Linked DNA regions of Mus musculus: all the other regions are linked to region 2. The links are chromatin contacts, called in public HiChIP or PLAC-seq and promoter capture Hi-C maps. All regions are on one chromosome and are shown on one strand. The core of a region is the stretch at or near the end of the contact, and the rest is flanking DNA. Distances in the headings are between cores, read along the strand shown. Region 1 holds the start of Mlkl (mixed lineage kinase domain-like). Region 2 holds the start of Pdpr (pyruvate dehydrogenase phosphatase regulatory subunit). Region 3 overlaps Fcsk (fucose kinase).

Region 1 (2,700 bases), core at 44-2,543, 240 kb after region 2:
AATTAAATAAATCTAAATCTTACCAAAAAAAAAAAAAAAAAAGTGAAAAAGCAGCCAAACTGAAATCAAGCATGTGAGTAATTAGTTTTCCTTGTCCCCAGGATTCCTGGGCAGGAGGCACAGGCATTAATGTCAGAGTACTCTTTAATGGCTGAGCCATCTCTCTAGCCTGTCAGGACGCTCTTAGAGAAAAATCAATGGATCTCGGGGCCCAGCCATTCCCAGATGGTGAGCCCAAGTCGTCAAGGCTCTTTCTTGGATGTCTGAGAGCAAAGGAGAAAAATCTGGAAGCACTACTAAATATATTAATTACTCATATCCTCCCCCCCCCCCCCAGCCTGGACTATACAGTGAGTTCCAGGCCAGCCAGAGCTACACAGTGAGATCCTGTTTCGATAAACAAATAAATAAATAGTCTAAAAAAAATCAGATGCCCTTTAAAAAAAAAACTTTACGTTAGATTATTCGTGAAATGGGCCCCAGAAAAGGAAGAGGGCGTTCATAGTTAAGAACTGGAATCCCGCTGAGTAATGGTGGAGCATACATGCCCTTAGTCTCAGCACTTGGCAATCAAGAGGCAGGCAGATCTCTGAGATCATGTCCGGCCTGGTCTACGGAACAAGTTCCAAGTTCCAGTGCAGCCTGAGCCACCCAGAGAAACCCTGTCCTGAGTCCCCGCTTCCCCCACCCCTACCCCAAACCCCCGTAATCGTCTGTGCTGGAAATTAATTGTCCTACTGACTACCCATCTACTCTACGACTTGGGCACCTCGGGGCGGGTCCCCAGTCCCCACCTTTTGCCTTTCCTCGAATGCCATTCCTCGATCTCCATCCTCCTTGGGCAAAAAAAGGTCAGCAGAGATCTCAGCAGAATAACAGCCCAATTTAGTTAGGGAATCGAAACCAACTCACCCTAAGTTCCAGGAAGTCCAATCTGTGATTCTGGGATTCTCCTGCTTCCTCCTGCCGCGCTACAGCTCACTGGATTCTACGTGATCTCCGAGGGGCGCTCGTCCGGTCTATCCTGCGCTCAGTTCCTGTAGGATCATCAGTCTCCCGCCGCTCCCGGACCGCGGTCTTCTGCCTCGTTGACAATGCACGCCAGGTCGGAGCAGGTCCCCGGTGTCCTGAGTCCCCTCCCTTGGTGCAACCTTAAAGCTCTCGCCTCTCGGAGGAACTCCGCACCAGCCGCGGTTCCCGCCTAAAGTCAAATTTGGGCCAACGCAGCAATGCTCCAGCAGAGTCCTCAAAACCAACCTGTCCGACAGCTATTTCTGTCCAGAGTTCTGCTCCGGAAGCCGCGGCCAGTTTGACACGCCTTCCCCCGGCTTTCTACTCCTACTGGAGATATGCCAGCTTCCCACACCCGCTCTCTGGACAGCTCCCAGTTGAAGCCCCTAGTTGGCTGATTCTTTCCCCAAATCCATTAAATAGTTACTCTTCCCAGGTTCTCTGTTTGAGGTCTTGAATTTGGGGGTTGAGAAAATAAGGTTGCAGAGAGCCCTGATAGCCAGTGTAAGGGATAGCCTGGAACTTCAGCATAATTAAAAAAAAAAAAAAAGAAAGAAAAAGAAAAAGAAAACGAAAGTGAGGCGGATGTCCTGAGTCATTTTCCTCTCTCGAGGCAAAAGGCCTTGTCCTCTGACTTCAACGTGTGCACTGGCCCTGGCACGCAAACGCATGCATACCACACCGGTAAATACATAAAAATGGAGGTAACCCGTAGAAGTGCTGAGGCGGTTCCTTTAGCTGCTTTGTGTTGAATAATCCTGGGGCAGGGGATGGAGAGTAATGGAGGAAGTTTAAGGGAGTGTGAAGTTACCCAAGTAGGGGTCAGTTCCTTTTTTTCCCCTTCTAAGGTCATCTCCAAACTTTGTTATTTTTCAAGATGAGTTTATTATTTGTCAGTTATACCCCCAGTTAGCTAGTATAAGAAATAACCTTTCATTAGCTAGTTGGTGGTGGCACAGACCTTGAGTCCCAGCACTCAGGATCTCTGTGAGTTCGAGGCCAACCTAGTTTACAAATCCAGTTCCAAGAGCGCTAAAGCTCTACACACACACACACACACACACACACACACACACACACTCAGATATATGTTGAGATATATATCTCAAAAATAAAACTAAAACAAAATTTAAAAAGAGGAAGGAAAGAAAGAAGAAAATGCCGTTGGCTGACTCATGCTATATAGCTGGGAAAGAATAGAAATAAATTGTATGGGGAGACATTTTACTTTGAGGCAACATAGTTCAGGGATGTCTGGGGGGCTTAGTTTACCTGTTTTCTCACTTCTTTTCTTTATTAAAGATTTATTTATTTTATATTATGTGAGTACACTGTCATTGTCTTCAGACATACCAGAAGAGGGCATCAGAACCCATTACAGATGGTTGTGAGCCACCATGTGGTTGCTGGGACTTGAACTCATAACCTGTGGAAGAGCAGTCAGTGCTCTTAACCACTGAGCCATTGCACCTGCTCCATTTTCTCTCTCTCTCTTTTTTTTTTTTTTTTGCCCTTTCTCCCCACAGACATTCCCCACAAGATCTCATGTAGCCCAGGCTGGCATGGAATTCACTGTGTAGCCAAGAGTGTTCTTAGACTGTTGGTCCTCCAGCCTCCCCTCCTTCATCCTGGGATAACAGAAGTGCACCACCACACTTCTTTTCTGTGGTGCTGTGGATTGAACCCAGG
Region 2 (2,700 bases), core at 170-2,669:
AACTGAATGTGTGGTGAAGCAAGCCACTTGGGAGGTGGAGGCAGGAGGACCAGGAGCTAAGTCATCCTCTGTACCTATTTGAATCCAGCCTAGACTGAGACTTTGCCTATAAAAACATACACATAAATAAATAAATAAATAAATAAAACAAATAGACTTTTTTTTGGTTGTTTTTGTTTTGTTTTTTTGAGACAGGGTTTCTCTGTGTGGCCCTGGCTGTCCTGGAACTCACTCTGTAGAATAGGCTGGCCTCGAACTCAGAAATCCATCTTCCTTTGCCTTTCAAGTGCTGGGTTTAATGGCGTGTGCCACCACTGCCCAGCTACAAATAAACTTAAATAAAACAAATAAACTAAAAAAAAAAAAAAAAAAAAGGAACCGGGTAGAGTTGAGTCTTACTGTCAGTTCTCATCTGGGCAGTCTTGGAGAAATTCATGGCTAGTGAGTTGGGTATAAACTAAGCAAGCTGGGGAATGAATGACATCATGAAAAGGAGATTCTTGAAGCCTTCTTGTTCCTAGTCAGAGCGCTCAAGACAGCACCAAGGTACACAGCCTAGCAATAATGTTCAAGACTAGCTCATAAGACAAGATAGGCTAAACTAAAGCACACCATTTCGCTTGCTGCTTGTGCGAAGGATGATTGGATGGTGTGCGCCAGGCGCGGGGTGAAGGTGTTGAGAAGCTGCACCTGAGTAAGGTTAGGTCCTCAAGATATCTGAGGGCCACGTCTACACCAGTGTAGAGACACATATATTTAATCTAGTAACGAGTGCTGTGAAAGAAACTAGGGGATGTGGCTGAGAGTTGGGGGCGGGGGTGGGGGGATGGAAGGCAGAAGATGTTTCTGAGGCTCCAGTGAACAATGCTTTCCCTCTGGGCAGCCGCAAGGAGTAAGATGGGAAATAAGGTCAGCTGATTCGGCCTCCAAGGTGCGGCCAGGCCCACAGTACAACTTCTGCCCAAGCCAAGCACTGAAAGGCCTTAAGCGACGTGCAGGGACGGACAACGGTGACCACGGGCAGAGAGATGTGGTTCTGGGCTGCGGACCCCTCGCGCAGGATCGGAGCTCAGGCCTGGCGGCAGACGATCACCCGAACTGCCCACACACCGAGGCCGGCGGGAGACCCGGAGCGGGGACGGAGGACGTTGGCAGGTCCCCGCACACTCGTCGTCAACCAGGCGGAGGCGGAGGCGGAGGCGGAGGTGGCGCGGGAGGGGCGGGGCCTGGCGAGACCCAAACAAGCGCACGTGCGGGCCGGTCCGCCGCGGTGACGTCACGGCGCGTCGGCGCGCGCGCCCGCCTTACCCTTGCCGCGGGCCGTAAAGCGCGGAAGGTCGCAGGCCCCCCGCGGTCCCGGAACTCTGCGCTCCGCGTCCCGCCCCGTCCCCATGCCCTGGCCCCCTTTCCGGCCGGCGCAGACCCTCTTCAGCGGCTGGGCTGCCCTTCACTTCCGCCGGGCGTTGCTGAGCGCGCTGCCCGCGAGTCGCGGGCCCGTGAGGTAGGAAGCCGGCTAGGACCCGCGGGTCCGGGCGGCCTTCTGGTCCCGCGAACTCTTGCGCCCCGCACGCCCCTGGCGTCCGAGCTTTGGGCTCCGGCTCCCGGCCGTCCCTCCGGGTCTCTGAGGCGGTGCCACCGGTCGGGCGCCGGGATTGAGCCAGTGGAGCTGCGCGGGCCTCGGGGAGCCGCGCCCGCCGTCCCGGGACTGCGCGCCGGCTCTCCCAGGGCGGCGGACCGGGCCTCGGGGCGGGCTGCGGCTCGGGCGGGCGCGCGCGCACTGCTGTCACGGCCAGAGGTGGCCCCGCGTCTCTGCAGGTGGAATGGTTTCCCACCTTGTAATGTGCGGCTCGGCTGTGCTTCACCGACTCCTGTCAGAGACCTAGTCAGGGCCGTGGGGTTTCCAGTGGGTGACTTGGGGTGACAGTTGTGTGTGATCCCGAGGTGCGAGTCCACGGTCTCCAAGCCTACTTCGAACATTTATGCAATCTTGATTTGTAGGGATGATGATGTGGTAGAGGGTCTAGTTATAAAGACGTCCTTTAAGGATCCTCTTTTTTTTTTTTTTTTTTTTTTTTTTGGTTTTTCGAGACAGGGTTTCTCTGTATAGCCCTGGCTGTCCTGGAACTCACTGTGTAGACCAAGCTGGCCTCGAACTCAGAAATCCACCTGCCTCTGCCTCCCAAGTGCTGGGATTAAAGGCGTGCGCCACCACGTCCGGCCCAAGGGTCCTCTTTTTGGCGTCAGGGACGTGTATAATTTTTCTTAAATTCTCTCAGCCAACGGTGCATTTGTTGAAAATTACAGCATCCTGAACTTGCATGATCAAACTGTTCAGAGGGTCATTCTGTTGCTTGTAAACTTGCCCTGGTGATTCCTCCGAGTTATGTGTGGGAGATGCGTCAATGTACATTCAGCCTTCATTCTTTGTGACCTGTGGCTCATGCTGTTACCAGAGGAAGCATTCAGGAGTTGTTAGAACTGTCCCTGTGACTGCCTTTTAAAGACAGAGTCTTGCTCTGTGGCCCCAGCTCACCTGGAACCTGGGCATTTCTCCTGTTTCAGTATCCAGTGTGGTGGGAATTTCAGGTGTGAGCACTGCTCCAGGATTGAGCTTGTTGGTGTAGGATCCGAGCACAATCAGTCTGGGTCTTAAGGCTGTTTAGAAGTTACTCTTACTAGTAGAGATACCGTTAATTTTCA
Region 3 (2,700 bases), core at 114-2,613, 210 kb before region 2:
TTTATAGCCCAGAAAGTGCCAAGTCCATCCTCCGTTCCAAACGCAGGTCTGCCTCATAGTTTCTGAAGGACAGCCTGGAGTGGGTAGTCATGAGGACCACCATATGGACCACAGGTACCCAGTCCCCATCACCCATAGGGTGGCTCATTTCCACCTGTTATCACCAGCTGCAGAGAATGCAGCACCCTCTTCTGCCCTCTGTGGGCCCCAGACAAGGTGCACTTACATATATCCAGGCCAACGCTCATACACACAAATCAAAAGGAGCAATAGCTTCCCGCCCTCAAGTCCAGTCCTCAGAGTAGGACCTTAGCTCCTTTGAGGTAAAATATTTCAAGTTGAAAAGCATCAGAAATCCAAGTGGTAAGGAAACTACAACCATTTTACAGTTATATGGCAACTGATGAATCTAGGGGACCCCAGCCTCCACCACCCAGGCCCACTGTGTACCTGTGGTGAGCACCTGCTCCAGGTGCAGCACTGCGTGGATGAGAGCCTCCGTGCCCACTGCCCGGCCTGCAGCCCGCTGTAAGGCAGCCAGGGCAGCCCCTGCCAGGATGCTGCTGGTGCCTGCAGAACACAGAGGAGGGCACCAGTCATGAGACACTTCTGTCTGATCCAACCAGTCCCACCCACTCTCGGTGCTGCACGCAGGCCAGGGAGCAGGACCACAGGGTATCAACAGGGAACCAAGGCTTACCAAGACCAGAGCCGTGCGGCAGCTCTGACCACGTGTGCAGCTCAAAGCCACCATTAAAGGAGTGTAACAACTGTTCAAGCAGAGGGAGCTCTGAGTGGAGATGCACAATGCCAGCACAGATAAAGGCTGCCTTCAGCAAGGCCCCTGAGGAATGAGCACAAAGGGAGGAATTCTACTCCTAGGCCCATCTCAGCCTATCACTTAACATCCAACCCCGCAATTCCCCAACCCAAGATGGAGTTCCTCTGGTAGGACAGTGCAGGCCACATCCTCAAGCCATAAAAGGGCATCTAGGCTCTCTACCACAGGCAAATGTGTTCTGCGACAGCTGGTGCCTAAGAAGGGTAACTGTCAGCCTTTTCTAGTCTTTCAGAGCTCCTCAGACATACTGGCGAGCCCTAGCTCCCCAATAGTCTACAGTCCTCTGTGGATGGATATCCAAGGTCTGCCCCCATCCCAGCTGGCTCTGGCTGCCATCCCTCCTGGATGATGTTCTAATTGTCCTGACCTGGGGCATGAGGCTGGCAGTAATCCCGCAGGTCATCCAGGCTCCGGCACACTATCCTCATGGTCATCTCATCCTGCCGAGGTCCCACTGCCAGCCAGAGCTCAGGCTCCGGGATGCGGCGTGCTTTGGCCCCGATGGGCCGGCGGCCATCCACCCGCACAGCCAGGCCCAACACTGCTCCACCAAGCTCATAGGCAATGGGCGGTGTGTCACTCCAGCCCCCTAGTGCAGTTCAACAAAGTGGTCACAGAGCCTGCCAGCCTGACTCTGAGGAGGATACCCATACCTAGCCCGAGGAACTCACCAGAGAAATCCACACGGGCTGGGCACTCAGTCACCACCCACTGCCCGGGTGCGGGCAGCTCCACGGGCTGGGTGGAGACGAAGTGCCGGGCTGTCATCACAGCCTGGCGGATCAGGATCTGCTCGGCCCCCTCGTAATGGCGGGCAGCTCGAACCAGCAAGGCAGGCCTGACAGGAGGGAAGATAGTCTCATGGAGCCCCGAGCTGGGAATAGACTTGCCATGGTCAATCTGAACGTCCTCTCTGAGCATCCACTATCAGGAGATCCTTTCACAGATGGCTCCTTGACAGATTCTAGTTTGATTCACACCCACCTGGTCAGCCACTTCTCTCTCTCCTGGGCAAGCGCCTCCACACCCCTCATCAGGTCTCCACACTCCAAGTATGAGAAAGGCTGAATCCACTCAGGGTTGGCAGCTGGCCCACTGCGCAAGCCTCCTCGGCCCTCTGCCATGCAGCCCAGCACATCGGCCACACAAGCCAGAGCCCGGGCTGCCACGCCAGGATCTTCTGCCCCAGCTGCAACTGAGGGGCCAGGAGTTAGGGGTTCCAGAAGAGAAGGCTCTGGCCTCTAATACTCTACCCGAGGCTCAATCGTCCCCAGATACTCCGGGCTCCTCACTGCTACAAACTTTCGTCAAGGTGTGCCCCTGCCTGTGAATGCACCCTAGCAAAGGTTTTATTCTGCTAGCTCCAATGCAAACGCATCTCCCACTGCTACCTGAGGCATTATTCAGGCTTGAGTCAGTGAGAAACCTCAGGGCAAACTCACTTGCTGCCAAACCTGACAACCTGAATTCAATCTCTGACACTCATATGGGGAAAGAAGAGAACAAGCTGTCTTCTAATCCTACACATACACATACACGTATACACACACACACATACACACACACACAATGGATTTGGTTCGGTTTGGTTTGGTTTTTCAAGAAAGGGGGGTTCTTAAGTGTAGCCCTGGCTGTCTTGGAACTTGCTCTGTAGACCAGGCTAGCCTCAAACTCAAGAGAGATCTGCCTGCCTCTCTGCCTCCAGAGTTCTGGGATTAAAGGCATGCACCACCACTGCCTGGCTTAAATAAATACTTTTTAAAAAAGAGTTGAGGGATCAAACTACCTGGGTTCAAGTCTTCACCTCAGCTAGCTTTGGGCGAGTGATTTGAACTGGAACAAGATTCCGCTCTTCTCAG

The links. Promoter capture Hi-C pulls out the DNA fragments that hold promoters and counts their contacts. HiChIP or PLAC-seq counts read pairs in DNA pulled down with a chosen protein or histone mark.
Region 1: a contact with region 2 is called in an H3K4me3 HiChIP or PLAC-seq map of bone marrow-derived macrophages, with 3 times the contacts expected there. The contact joins the promoter of Mlkl here to the promoter of Pdpr in region 2. A contact is called at or near these places in 1 of 39 promoter capture datasets (liver), 2 of 115 datasets of contacts at active chromatin or transcription factors (bone marrow-derived macrophages and memory CD8 T cells) and 2 of 9 other capture datasets (adipose tissue and macrophages).
Region 3: a promoter capture Hi-C map of stem cell-derived epiblast-like cells shows a contact between it and region 2, with 4 times the contacts expected there. The contact joins the enhancer-like site here to the promoter of Pdpr in region 2. A contact is called at or near these places in 12 of 39 promoter capture datasets (the 3T3-L1 cell line, 3T3-L1-derived adipocytes, the HPC-7 cell line and 8 more), 2 of 15 datasets of contacts at CTCF or cohesin (large pre-B cells and pro-B cells), 5 of 484 Hi-C or Micro-C datasets (B cells, embryonic stem cells and nephron progenitors), 5 of 115 datasets of contacts at active chromatin or transcription factors (the 230-238 cell line, bone marrow-derived macrophages, double positive thymocytes and 1 more) and 5 of 9 other capture datasets (adipose tissue, embryonic stem cells, liver and 2 more).

The regions. Positions count from the first base shown.
Region 1 is chr8:111,336,912-111,339,611 of GRCm38.p6, forward strand. Mlkl (mixed lineage kinase domain-like) reads right to left here and starts at 1,294. Exons shown (of 11, transcript NM_029005.3): 1 at 913-1,294.
Region 2 is chr8:111,093,326-111,096,025 of GRCm38.p6, forward strand. It overlaps Pdpr (pyruvate dehydrogenase phosphatase regulatory subunit), which reads left to right and starts at 1,420. Exons shown (of 18, transcript NM_198308.1): 1 at 1,420-1,501.
Region 3 is chr8:110,885,843-110,888,542 of GRCm38.p6, forward strand. Fcsk (fucose kinase) reads right to left here. Exons shown (of 24, transcript NM_172283.3): 16 at 1,826-2,036; 17 at 1,513-1,679; 18 at 1,209-1,430; 19 at 701-844; 20 at 451-570. Among named protein-coding and RNA genes, the nearest start is that of Fcsk, 15 kb to the right of the region's middle. Within about 2 kb of position 1,364, at least 18 of the 459 cell types and tissues checked have an H3K27ac peak or open chromatin away from gene starts, as enhancers often do. A contact at or near this core is called in stem cell-derived epiblast-like cells, where this site is marked.